Linked DNA regions of Zea mays: all the other regions are linked to region 3. A link is a contact called in public Hi-C data. All regions are on one chromosome and are shown on one strand. The core of a region is the stretch at or near the end of the contact, and the rest is flanking DNA. Distances in the headings are between cores, read along the strand shown. Region 1 holds the start of LOC100192803. Region 2 holds the start of LOC100382483 (Polynucleotide adenylyltransferase family protein). Region 3 holds the start of LOC100275065. Region 4 holds the start of LOC732790 (high chlorophyll fluorescence106).

Region 1 (2,776 bases), core at 121-2,620, 300 kb after region 3:
GTGTGATCAAGTCGAGCCATGATTAATGATGGATAAAATGGACTGGTTGTAAAGTTCGCATTTACAGATCCTTTCGCTGGTGAAATTTCGAGTCTCTATCATTTTCTTGAACTTGGGTTTTTTGGCTAACACGAGTTGACTGTGATGTTGTTCGACATCCACACTCGTCTTATGTACTATGAAATTCCAATGAACACTTGTTGGTAAACCTCTTTCTGTGTATTTTACCCAAGACGGTGCATCTGATTCTGCTTGGGTAAGATCGTGTATTTATCGCTCGCTCAACAGCATCAGATAGTACAGTGTCATCAGAAAAAGCAAACTACACACATGGAACCTTATGTGTTCTTTTGGCAGACATCGTCTCTAATGATGGACATCTCTAAATTAGCTTAAGGCGATATATGTTATGTCCACTAGAGAAACCTCATCCTGAGACACTCACCTTTGCTTGGAATTGTCTTATGGTTATCGCTAGTATGGACATGGGTTACATGCTTCTCTACTCTTAGAAGTCTTTTGTTCCGAATCTCGGGACGAGATCCTTTTAATGGGGGAGGGCTGTAACACCCCTGGTGTTTATATTCCGCTCGACAACGAGTATGGATTTAAGCACGTGATATCAGTAAATAAATTCGACATTAAGGTCTAATCATCTTCATTTATCGCGATTTTAATATCGCATCTGTTTCTGTCTATTTAGCCACCTCCTAAAGTTTTCGCGAATTTTGGAACATAATTGTTCTGAAAGTTTGCGAGTTATGCACCTATTTAAAATTCATCGCTCGCGCGAATACGAATTCAGAAGCTCGACCTACTCTTATGATTTTTATTCCGGGCAAATTAATTTGAACTCGACGACTAAAATGTTCAGGGCAAAATAATCTGAATCGCGCATCATCTGAGAGAAATCGTGCGCGAGGTTAAGATTCAATTTATACTTCAGCACACTCTGTAAGATACTAAAATCAACTGTGTTTAGATGGCGGATGAATTTGTATCCGAGTTCAACTAAAACAGTGTTGTCTCAAATAATGTATCCGATATCCGGTCCGTTTACGTGTTGCCCAGAATAGTCTCAAAAGCTATCTAAACAAAATTTAACCAAAATCGTTAATCCTCGGATTTTTCGTTTCGTGATTCGGAGAATAAGGTGTGTAGCCCGTATAGTTGACCCATTATGTGTCGCTAAAAATCTTGATTAAAAAATATCAGCGATTTTCGGTAAAAAAAGAGAGAAGAAATAAAAAAGGGAAAATATCCTCACGCCGCCCTCAGCCCTGATTTTTTTCAGACACCGCGCACGCGTTCTTATCCTCCTGGCCGCGCCGTTTTGGCTCTAGGAGAAAAATCCCGCCGCCCAACCTTATCCCGTGCACGCACTTCATCTTCTCCATCTCCTCCCCATCTTCCTCTAGCGCCGGCCATTAGGGAGGTTCGAGCTCGCCCCTCCGCGCCCTCCCTGCTCGCTGCTCTATAGCTCGCCATCACCCCTCCCTATGCCTCGTCGAGCCGTGTGTCCTCGACTTTGACCTCGCCTTTAGCCGCACACACACCTGAACCGTGCCCCTGCTTTTCTCTCTGCTCCTCAAGCCATGGTGCCCGGTCCTCCCTCCAGCTCGGCCAGGCGGGGCATCGCTCCCTGCCGCTTCTCCCTCCCTGGCGCTCCTCCCTGTCACGCCCGGATCTTCTTTCTCCCTGCCGCGCTCTCTCTCCAGCGCACAGATCCTTCTCTCTCTCCCTCAGCTGGCTCCCGACGCTTCTCTCCATCGCCATGGCTCCCTCCGAGCTCGCCCCGACCTCTGCTCCTCCCTCCGTCGCGCCCAGTCTCCAGCTCGGCCGCCCAGCTTCCTGTGCGCGCCTTGCTTCCTGTGCGCACCTTGCTTCCCCTGTTCAGCTCTCTGCTGTCGAGCTCCTCCGGCTATGCTTCCCTGCTCAGCGCATTTCTCCCTGCTCTCTCCCTCCTCTGGCCATGGATTCTTGGGAGCAGAAGTAGCCCCAGCTCGGCAACACCTATAAGCTCCCTAGAACCAGCGTCTCGTCGAGCCCCGCCGCATGTCCTATTTCCTGCTCGCCCATGGAAGCTGCGCCCAGCCTTTGTCCCCATCGCGCCGATCCGCGCTCGCCAAGGTCACCTGCCGTTGCCCAGCTCGACGCCTTTCCCTGCTACAAAGTTCGCCGTCTGTCCGTACGTCGCCTGCTGCTTAGATCCCAGCCAGGTTGACCTTGTCATGGTGCTGGAACTCTCGTGGATCCGGCATGTCGTCTACTTGGCAGCTCCGGCTAGTCGCATCGTCACGCTGTTTACTCCTTCGACGCCATCTGATGCACACCTCCGGAGCTCGCCCGTGTCGTATTTTAGTCAACATCATATCCTGCGCGACGCGCTCCGGTGTCGTTTGTCGCGTTTTGCGCGTCCTTACCACCTCCAACTTTCAATGTTCACTGTCGTCCACTACGCTCAACCATGCGACAACCACGCCATCCATGGCATGTGTTCACGCCAAAAATTCGAGAAGATTAGGTGTAGAAGGAAACAAATCAGTATGTAGTCGGAAAATTCTTGATGTGAATGGAGAAGGCAGTGAAGTCCGCGTGGTGCTCACCACGTGCTCGACGTAATGGCGGAATTGGAACTCATAGCTTTGCTCGTGGCCTTCAAGACGGATTAAATTATTGGTGAGCTGTCATTGCTCTCGCTTTTCATTTTAATATTTCTCGTCAGTTTAGTATACTTGCGCTGTTAATGTGGGGCATTGACATGCGTGTAAATCGT
Region 2 (2,908 bases), core at 233-2,732, 310 kb before region 3:
CTCCATGACGACGACGGCTCTCAGCCCCTTACGGAAGCAAGGAGACGTCAGCAAGGACTCGACAGCCCCGACAGCTGTCCTTCAGCAAGGCTCCAGCGCTCCTCCGACGGCCACGACATCATATGAACAGGGTGCCAAAACCTCTCCGGCTGCCACGACGGCATGTACTTAGGGCTCTAGCTCCTCTCTGCTAGACACGTTAGCACACTGCTACATCCCCCATTGTACACCTAGGCCCTCTCCTTATGCCTATAAAAGTAAGGTCCAGGGCTCTCGTACGGAAAGGTTGGCCGCGCGGGAGATCGGGCCGACGCGTAAGTCCCTCGCTCTCTCTCACGCGGACGCTTGTAACCCCCTACTGCAAGCGCACCCGACCTGGGCGCAGGACAATACGAAGGCCGCAGGGTTCCCCTTTTGCCTGTCTCCTTTCCCCCCTTCGTGCTCCGTCTCGCGCCGACCCATCTGGGCTGGGACACGCGGCGACAATTTACTCGTCGGTCCAGGGACCCCCCGGGGTCGAAACGCCGACAGGTTGAGTCGTTGCAATAGTAGTAATCCGTCACTTTATAGATCCTGAGCCCCATGGACAACTTTATCTTCTCCGCACGTAATCCTAATGATACTTAGATTCTCTACACAGCCAGATTCTTCTCACAGCTAGATTCTCGGAAAAGCTGGTCAGAAAAAAGCTGAACCAAACAGACCCTTTGAGCTTCTTTCGCAGAAGTTTTCCACCTCCATTTGTAGCCATTGGATGAGGATATAAAGATCCATGCTGCCAGTTTGCAGGATTGCACACTGATATACTACTAGAGATCACACTTCTATGTTGGACTTAGGATCTTCTCGACATTGATCTGACAAATAAATTTGACAAGTGAAAAATGTTTTCTGCTGATGGAGCAAAAGAAGGCTTTATTCGGATTCATTGTTCCTTTATCTGGAAGTCCATCAAGTATGGATGTGTTACACATTGAGTATATGATTGGATTAATTTGATAAGCATTAATGCAATGCATAATCTAGGTGTAATAAGTCTCTAGTTCTATCATACACTGTCAGCCAAAATGCTGCAGGTGTGTTGCATGTAAATTCAGTGGCACCTCAATGTTAAGAACGAGAGAAGCATTCGGCTGAACTAGGACTCTGTTCGGCATTAATTATGATGTTTTATTAAAAAATAATCATATATTATTATTTATGCAGCAATGCAAAGTAAACATTTTTCTGATTAATTAACTAGATTCCATAGCTCAGTATATCAAAAATTCAAAATAGAACCACTTTTATCAACAATGGCCCATCAATCAAAAGCCCACTACCATATATGGGTAGATTCATGGTACGAACTCTAAAACCCTACGGCCCATGGGCCACAAAGAAGCCCACCGATAGAGGCAACGAATGGAACGAAGAGGATCTGGCATAATGGGCATATTCGCCGCCGTCAGCCTATCCACCCTCCTCCGCCGCTCGCCTGCCCGCTGCTGCGCTTCACCCCGCTCTCGCCTCCCGCCGCCGCGCCGTCCCGGTCGCGATGGCCCTGCGCTCCCCGGATCTGCGGTGGCTCGGATCGCTCACGAGGCCCGGCCGCCTTGCACCATCCCCACTCGCCGCGCTCGCCTCCCCACGGCGCCGCCGCCGCGCACCGTCCCCTTCGCCCTCGCCCTCCGACTCCTCCACCCCATCTACCGCCCCTACATCCGACAGTAAGTCTCCCCTCCGTTCTTGCTGTTGGTCCAGTGGTGACGTGACGGCGAAATGCTAGCCCCAAGGGTTTTGCTTTTCTTTACCTGGTGGGCGCTGAGCATTCTCTGCAGGTGGGCCGGGAGCGGAGGGGATGGAGGGGCTGGAGTGGAAGAAGATCAGTGCCAAGAGGTTCGGGATCAAGGAGTCCATGATCCCCCCCGAGGCCTGGAACGTACTACACCGCCTCCGCAGCAGAGGTGCGTCCTCCACCCCAATGTCCCTGCTAGTGTTTGCTTTGTTGTCCTGCCAAATCCTGAAATGCCACTGCTGAGGTTGGATTTCAGTCCGGTGTCCTGCGACTGAACTAGTGGATCGAGTACTTAGTTACAGGTCAAATGTCAGAACAAATGCAGACAGGATTTAATACTCAACTCAGCCTCATATAAAGCAAATATAATAGTTGCATTTTACTTAATTAGAATTGAAACTATCTTTTATCTATACTGCAACAGAATCCATCTATTTTTTATTTGAATAAATTTGAGTAGTTTGGATAAAATCATATTTCAGAATGAAAGATGTAAGGCATACTTTGTTTTGTGAAGATATAAATGTGACTAGAGGAGAAACGGTTAATTGGATATGAAAAATGCAAAACCATATTTGTATCCTGTTCGGTACTAGTAGTCGATTAATATAGCTAATCAGATATGAATGTGATTTCAATTCCATTGTACTTTTCTCCATCTGTTAATTAGGTGCTTGAGTATCCTTTGTTGTTGCTAGGGGTGGTAATGGATCACGATCCAAATGTTTCTTCACGATTCGTTCGAGCCCTTAATTAATTTTAGCTCAAAAATAAATAGAAATACAGCCTGATCCAAATACGATCTGATCCTTAAATTTTATAGCGTAAAATTTAGATCCCATTACCACCCAGTTGTTGCTGGTTCATTGCATTACTTGCTTGGTTGATATGTTTCACTTTTTTTGGCAGGATATGATGTGTACCTTGTTGGTGGTTGTGTTCGAGATCTCATAATGAAAAAGACGCCAAAGGATTTCGACATAATAACAACAGCTGATCTTAGGCAGGTTATAACTCAAATTAACAATGATGTGATCATGATGTAGCGGTATTACTGGAATGAAGGTCTACTCAAGTTTTGAGGCATCATGTGATGGAGCTATTCTTTCACTGAAACGCGTAGATATTTTA
Region 3 (2,852 bases), core at 137-2,636:
AGAGTTTGAATGATAGGCATGGACCGAGTTAGGCCCACAAACCGGCATCTCAAAGATCAACATACCTTTGGGTACCCCCGATACATATTATTTACAGATTTGTCAAGTGAACTCTAGCCACTTGAGAGAGACAAGAAGTTGAAATAGATTTTGATATTTATGATTGCCACGACAACGATGACATATGCATTCTTTTGAGATTTGTCTAAACCATTAAATCACATGCCATTTTTTTGTTCCACTTGTTTTTATTGTTTTGTGCTATATGTGAGTTCTCTGTGTGTTGTCATTGAATTAAAAAAGCTATTACTGAAAGAAGCAAAAACACTATCGTGTCAATGAGAGTTTATTACCTTGGTTCTTGATACCTCGATAAAAACACCAACACGCTAATGAAAGTTTATATCTCTATCGTATTAAATATTCTACATTTATATTATTGTCTTTGGTTGTGTGCTTTATCATATTTCTTAGTTATAGGTTAGTGGATAAGTCTAGAACCTAGGCAGCAAAACTCCTTTTACGATAAATATTGCATCACTTGGACAAAACTTTAGCGTCTACTAGGCACAATTGTTGCTTGTTCGAAAAGCAGCTTATCCGAGAAGCGGGTGAAAAGTAGCTTCAACTTATTATCTGCTTTTAGACCATTCTAAGAAATAGTTGAACTAATAAGATGCTACGAAAGTGCCATGTTTGGTATAGCTTCTCCTTAAACCCGTGAAGAAGCTATGCTAAACAGGGTCTTAGTTGCATATATCAACGTTTGTTATTTACTCCTGTTTACGAGAAAAATAAAGGTCTACATTAGTGCGAAAAATACTTGCCCTAATTTATCCTATCTTAGACGCGGCAATTCCTTTCACAAATAACAATTTCATCCATTGATGAGGAGAAAGACCAAAGTTTGAGCAAAAATGGGTATATTTGACACAACTCTTGCTTGTTGGAAAACAACTTATTTGAGAAAAAACAATAAAAACAGCTTCTGCTTATTACCTACTTATAATTTATTCTAAAAATGGATGAACTGATAGGCTGTTATAGAAACACTCTATTTAATATAGTTTCTACATGAATCTACGAAGAAACTGTCAAATAACTTGTGCTAAACAGAACCGTAAGACTATCTCTAACAGTTTACCCTCTCTATACTCATATTTAAACTGCATTCTACGAACAGTGCAATCAAAGTAAATTGCGACGGTCTAATGAAGACTTCCAAAACCAACTTAGACAATTATCGTAGGGCCCCCAGCATGCCCTGCCCGAAAATATGGGCCACAACCCATATACGCAGGTCACCAAACCGCGACCCACCGTCCTGCGAAGCCCACATCCACATCCTCCTCTCCTCTGGCCATCTTCCCCGCTCTTCATTCGCTAGACGACACAACACCGCGTTCAGCCGCTCTAGAACCCTAGCTCCCCGCCCCGCGAGATGGCCACTGCCGACGGCGAGCCCCAGCCCGTGGCCACCGACCCCGCCCAGGTCCAGGCTCCGGCACCGGCACCGGCACCCTACCCTTCCCCGGCCAAGCGCAAGCCCGAGGCGGATGTGGAAGCCGACGCCAACCTTGCGCCCCCTAAAGCCGCGCGTCCCGACGTCGACGAGGAGGCCGCCGCTGTGGCCGAGGCTGCCAGGGCCAGTGCTCGCGCGGCTGACAAGGGTAAGGGCAAGATGGTAGTCGAGGAGGAGGAGGAGGAGGAGGAGGAGGAGGAAGACGACAGCGAGGAGAGCAGCGACGACGACGAGGGCGGCGGCGGCGGCAGCAGCGATGACGACGAGCTCGTTGAAGACCCGATGGCCGAGGTAGACCTCAGCAACATCCTCCCCTCGCGGACCCGCCGCCGCGCCCCCCCGCAGCCCGGGGCGTACCTCGTCACTCCGGAGGAGGCTGCCGCGGAGGACGACGACGACGACGCTGACGTGGTTCCTGAGGAGGATGAGGGAGCGGAGGGAGAGGAGAGCGATTAAGGCTGCCTCGGCACGGACTCACTAGGTAATTTCTTTATCCTGCCTCTTGTGCTACTCAAACGCATCTGTGAACCCTGTTAGCTCGTGCGTTTTGATTTTGGCGTTTTTTTAATTGCAATAATTTATCTGCAAGGTTCCAGGGCAATGTGACCGTGTGTTACCTAAAACCGGTTCTGTGCAGATTGATACGCATTACATATGTTGTGTTTTTGCACCTATGCCTTGTATTTCTGGTATGTAAATACGGCATACACCCTATTTGTGATGTTTCACTTGTAGTTGGATGACATCGTTGAAATCACATTGTTTGGTGGTGTTCTCAAAATGGGTTCAGTTAGAGCTTTGATGCTAATTAGATATAAATGTTACTTTGCGAGCAAGAGTTTATGATGAAACCAGTTTATGCTGGATCCTGTTTGGCACAGCTCCACCACCTATTCCTGGAGCTGTTTAGATCCGTTTTGTGCTGGGTAAAATAAAACAGCTCCACTCATAGATTCTCTTAAAACATGCTCTCATGAGCGATGGAGGGGAGATAGAGTTGAAAATAGTAGCTTCACCCAGCTCCAACTCGCTCTGGCGGGCCTTGCATGAGAGCATGTTTTAAGGACCTTCACGTGTGGAGCTGTTTTGCCAAATGATTCACTAAAACAGCTCCAACTTCACTGGTAGAGTTGCTTGTGGAACTGAAGCAAAAAAAAAGAGGCTTCACTAGTGAAGTTGAGCTGTGCCAAACGGGACTTCAATTGAGTTTTTTGTGTTATGTGGATTCACCAACTTTAGCCCATGATATACGGTCATAGTTCTCTATTGAAACATGTACATCAAAATAGCAATACACTGTTCCTACTACGAAGCGTACTCATTTGGAAAC
Region 4 (3,120 bases), core at 387-2,886, 260 kb after region 3:
GCAGGGTTGCTTGAGCTCCTGAATAAGTCATTGTTCCCAGCCTGCTAGGTGCTGGTGGCTTTGGTCGTTGGTTTTTTGTTCTTTTGTGTAAAACCTAGCTGTTTGTTCTTGGGTTGAGTCATTTTGACCTTATGCGCTGTTCTTTTTCTTTCCTAAATGAAATGACACGCAGCTCTCCTGCGTCGTTCGAGAAAAAAATGATTTTTGACTTTGGTTGTTGACAGATAAAGGAGTCTTAAATTTAGATTATTAACTTGAGGTGAAGCTTTGTGCACACATGTGTTGCAACTACAATATATTTTTCCTAAAACTTTTTAAAATGGCCAGTTTTCGACGACAATGATGCTGAGAGTTCAAAGAATGTTTACAAAGCAAAACTCTAAAATATAGAAACAGGATGGTGTTTGGAGTCATGATAAAAATTCCATAGTTCCAACAGAGTTCACGATTAAAGCCTATTAGGGAGGAACTTAATAGCTTACTGCCCTAGACTATCAGCAGATCAGCTAAGTATCACATCAGAATCAAACATAAGAAGACATGTAATTTCCTGTAGCCAACAAAAGAACAGAGTGATAGGGGGAAATTCTTTTGGTTACCATGAAGCTTATTGTTTAAAACTAAAAGTTGATTAACAATGACACAGTTCCAGAGGCAGATGAAAGTGTAAACAGCTTCCAATTATGAATGGCAGGTTCATAATAGTAATAACTCAACAATTGATACCATGGGATGGTCATTAGTCCCAAGACATATAATGTCATTTCTGGTGCAACTGGTCCATAGAGTTAAGGGGGAATATGTACGCATAATTACAGCAGGTCGGCAGCTGATGGATAATGCCAAAAAAAATAGAGCAACTAAGCATAAGGGACCTGAGCGCCTGAACTGAGAATTATGCGCTGGGATGAATCTGAATGGCCAAAGGGCTCAACAGTGAGGTAAAGAAGTTAGAGAGGGTTCTTACATAATACTACTGAAGTTGGGTTTTTTTTTGGATTGAAATTCCATACCATACCTATAGGTCAATCTTGTCGATCAGTGTTCTCAATTACTAGCACCACCCAAGCACATTAACGACTTAACGAGTGAATAGCCCCAAGAAGGCAAGAACAGAAAGCTGACAAGGCTTGTAGACGCAGGTAATTTACCTCTGCTAGACCCTTGGGGCCGAATACCAACAAGGCGACTACTCCAATGACCAGTGCTTCGGGAGCTCCAACTCCAAACAGGGAAGCACATATAACGTTTCTGCGGCGTGTTCTGCTCCCTACAGCTAGACTCCAAAGAAAGACAAAATCAGCGTGCCAGCACGAGAGTGCGAAAAGATTTGGATTTGATTCCGCACATCAAAGAACCCCCAAGAACAGGACGCTCAGAGCAATCTATTCCACGGGTAGCAGGGTTCGCTCATACCAACGAAAGAAGAGACCATCCGGGTCTGTATGGAGCCCCACTCCACGCCCTTCCAGCAGGGACGAGGCTGGTGGCGGACGCGCGGGGGGAGCTGGAGGCGGCGCACATCAGAGATGGGGACGAATGGGGGAGCCGGGAGGAGGAGGTTCGCCGTCGGCGTCATTCGATCGGGGTTCACCGTTCACAGGTTGGAGATAGGGGATTTGCCTGTGGACCGCCTACTCAAAGATAGCTGCAGGATGCTTTTAGCACAGCTGATTGGTACAACCTGAGCCGTCTGATTCGGATCCGACCACGTAGATGGCGTACAGTACAGTACAACAGAGGTTGTTAAGGCCCTAGAGATGGCAATGACACCATGATCCGATACCCGATGAGTATTTACTCCATTAGGGTACGTATCTGGACTAAATATTATACTCATCAGTTTTTATTGGACAAAAACTTTTACATATGGATAAACGGGTACTAGAACATTCTACCCTCACCCATACCCGTTAACACATGGATATAAAATATCCGGTATAAACTTGGCCCAAAAGCATGAACTTGGGCTTCAATCATCCATTTTTTACTATTTAACAACCTTTTGAGTGATAGTGTCATAGAAGTCTTAACAACTATTTGATGACCATGTAATGTGTTATGTGGTACTACTTAGTGTTGTTACTTTATCCAATTATCTACGGTGTTGTTGAATGGATGATTGAATGATGCTAGAAATTTAATAGTGGTATTTAGATGAATATACTTAATGTTTGCATAATGTATTATTTTGATAGATGTTTAATCTTCGTGGGTACGAGTGACCCAATGGTGACCCATATCCATATAGGTATGGGTATGGGGGTAAATCTATATCCATCCTAGATAAAGGTAGACCTGACGAGATTATTTTTTTATCGTGGGTACGAGTATGGGTTAGTAATACCCGATGTATATTAGATCACCTTGAACATTTAGATCCTCTATTTGCAACTAATCCTCTGGCACTCAAACACTTCTTGAGTTGTGACACATGAATGCATTATGCACATCTACTAGCCTCTCAAATAACTCTAACTGGTATGCTACTTCGCCTTTTCATTCCAATATTTTGATCGGACTGGTGTACCTAGGCGATAATTCCCCTTTACTTTGAATCTATGTAGGCCTCGGATATGTGATACCTTGTGTTGGGGGCCTTCCTCTTATGAAGGTCCTCAAAAACACGACTAACCATTTGCTTTCAGCATATTATTGAATATTACAGGAGCTTCGTTGTAACACCCCTGATGTTTATATTCCGCTCGACAACGAGTATGGATTTAAGCACGTGATATTAGTAAATAAAATGAACACTAAGGTCTAATCATCTTCATCTATCGCGATTTTAATATCATATTTGTTTCTGTCTATTTAGACTCCTCCTAAAGTTTTCGCGAATTTTGGAACGTAATTGTTCTGAAAGTTTGCGAGTTATGCTCCTATTTAAAATTCATCGCTCGCGCAAATACGAATATGTAAGCTCGACCTACTCTTACGATTTTATCCCGGGCAAATTAATTTGAACTCGACGACTAAAATGTTCGGGACAAAATAATCCAAATCGCGCATCGTCCGAGAGAAATTGTGCGCGAGGTTATGATTCAATTTATTCTTCAGCACACTCTGTAAGATACTAAAATCAACTGTGTTTAGATGGCGGATAAATTTTTATCCGAG

What was found. A called contact is a pair of places that touch in the nucleus more often than the background predicts.
Region 1: a contact with region 3 is called in a Hi-C map of bundle sheath, with 2.6 times the contacts expected there. The contact joins the promoter of LOC100192803 here to the promoter of LOC100275065 in region 3. A contact is called at or near these places in 2 of 25 Hi-C or Micro-C datasets (bundle sheath and leaf).
Region 2: a Hi-C map of bundle sheath shows a contact between it and region 3, with 5 times the contacts expected there. The contact joins the promoter of LOC100382483 here to the promoter of LOC100275065 in region 3. A contact is called at or near these places in 4 of 25 Hi-C or Micro-C datasets (bundle sheath, ear, endosperm and 1 more).
Region 4: a Hi-C map of leaf shows a contact between it and region 3, with 6 times the contacts expected there. The contact joins the promoter of LOC732790 here to the promoter of LOC100275065 in region 3. A contact is called at or near these places in 5 of 25 Hi-C or Micro-C datasets (ear, endosperm, leaf and 1 more).

The regions. Positions count from the first base shown.
Region 1 is chr2:67,487,984-67,490,759 of Zm-B73-REFERENCE-NAM-5.0, forward strand. LOC100192803 reads left to right here and starts at 1,371. Exons shown (of 1, transcript NM_001137996.1): 1 at 1,371-2,639. The coding sequence starts at 1,596. The coding sequence ends at 2,552.
Region 2 is chr2:66,874,794-66,877,701 of Zm-B73-REFERENCE-NAM-5.0, forward strand. It overlaps LOC100382483 (Polynucleotide adenylyltransferase family protein), which reads left to right and starts at 1,483. Exons shown (of 13, transcript NM_001175222.1): 1 at 1,483-1,709; 2 at 1,821-1,946; 3 at 2,687-2,784. The coding sequence starts at 1,538.
Region 3 is chr2:67,187,809-67,190,660 of Zm-B73-REFERENCE-NAM-5.0, forward strand. LOC100275065 reads left to right here and starts at 1,387. Exons shown (of 2, transcript NM_001149256.1): 1 at 1,387-2,003. The coding sequence starts at 1,442. The coding sequence ends at 1,978.
Region 4 is chr2:67,449,429-67,452,548 of Zm-B73-REFERENCE-NAM-5.0, forward strand. LOC732790 (high chlorophyll fluorescence106) reads right to left here and starts at 1,637. Exons shown (of 7, transcript NM_001112408.1): 1 at 1,581-1,637; 2 at 1,417-1,579; 3 at 1,152-1,276. The coding sequence starts at 1,579.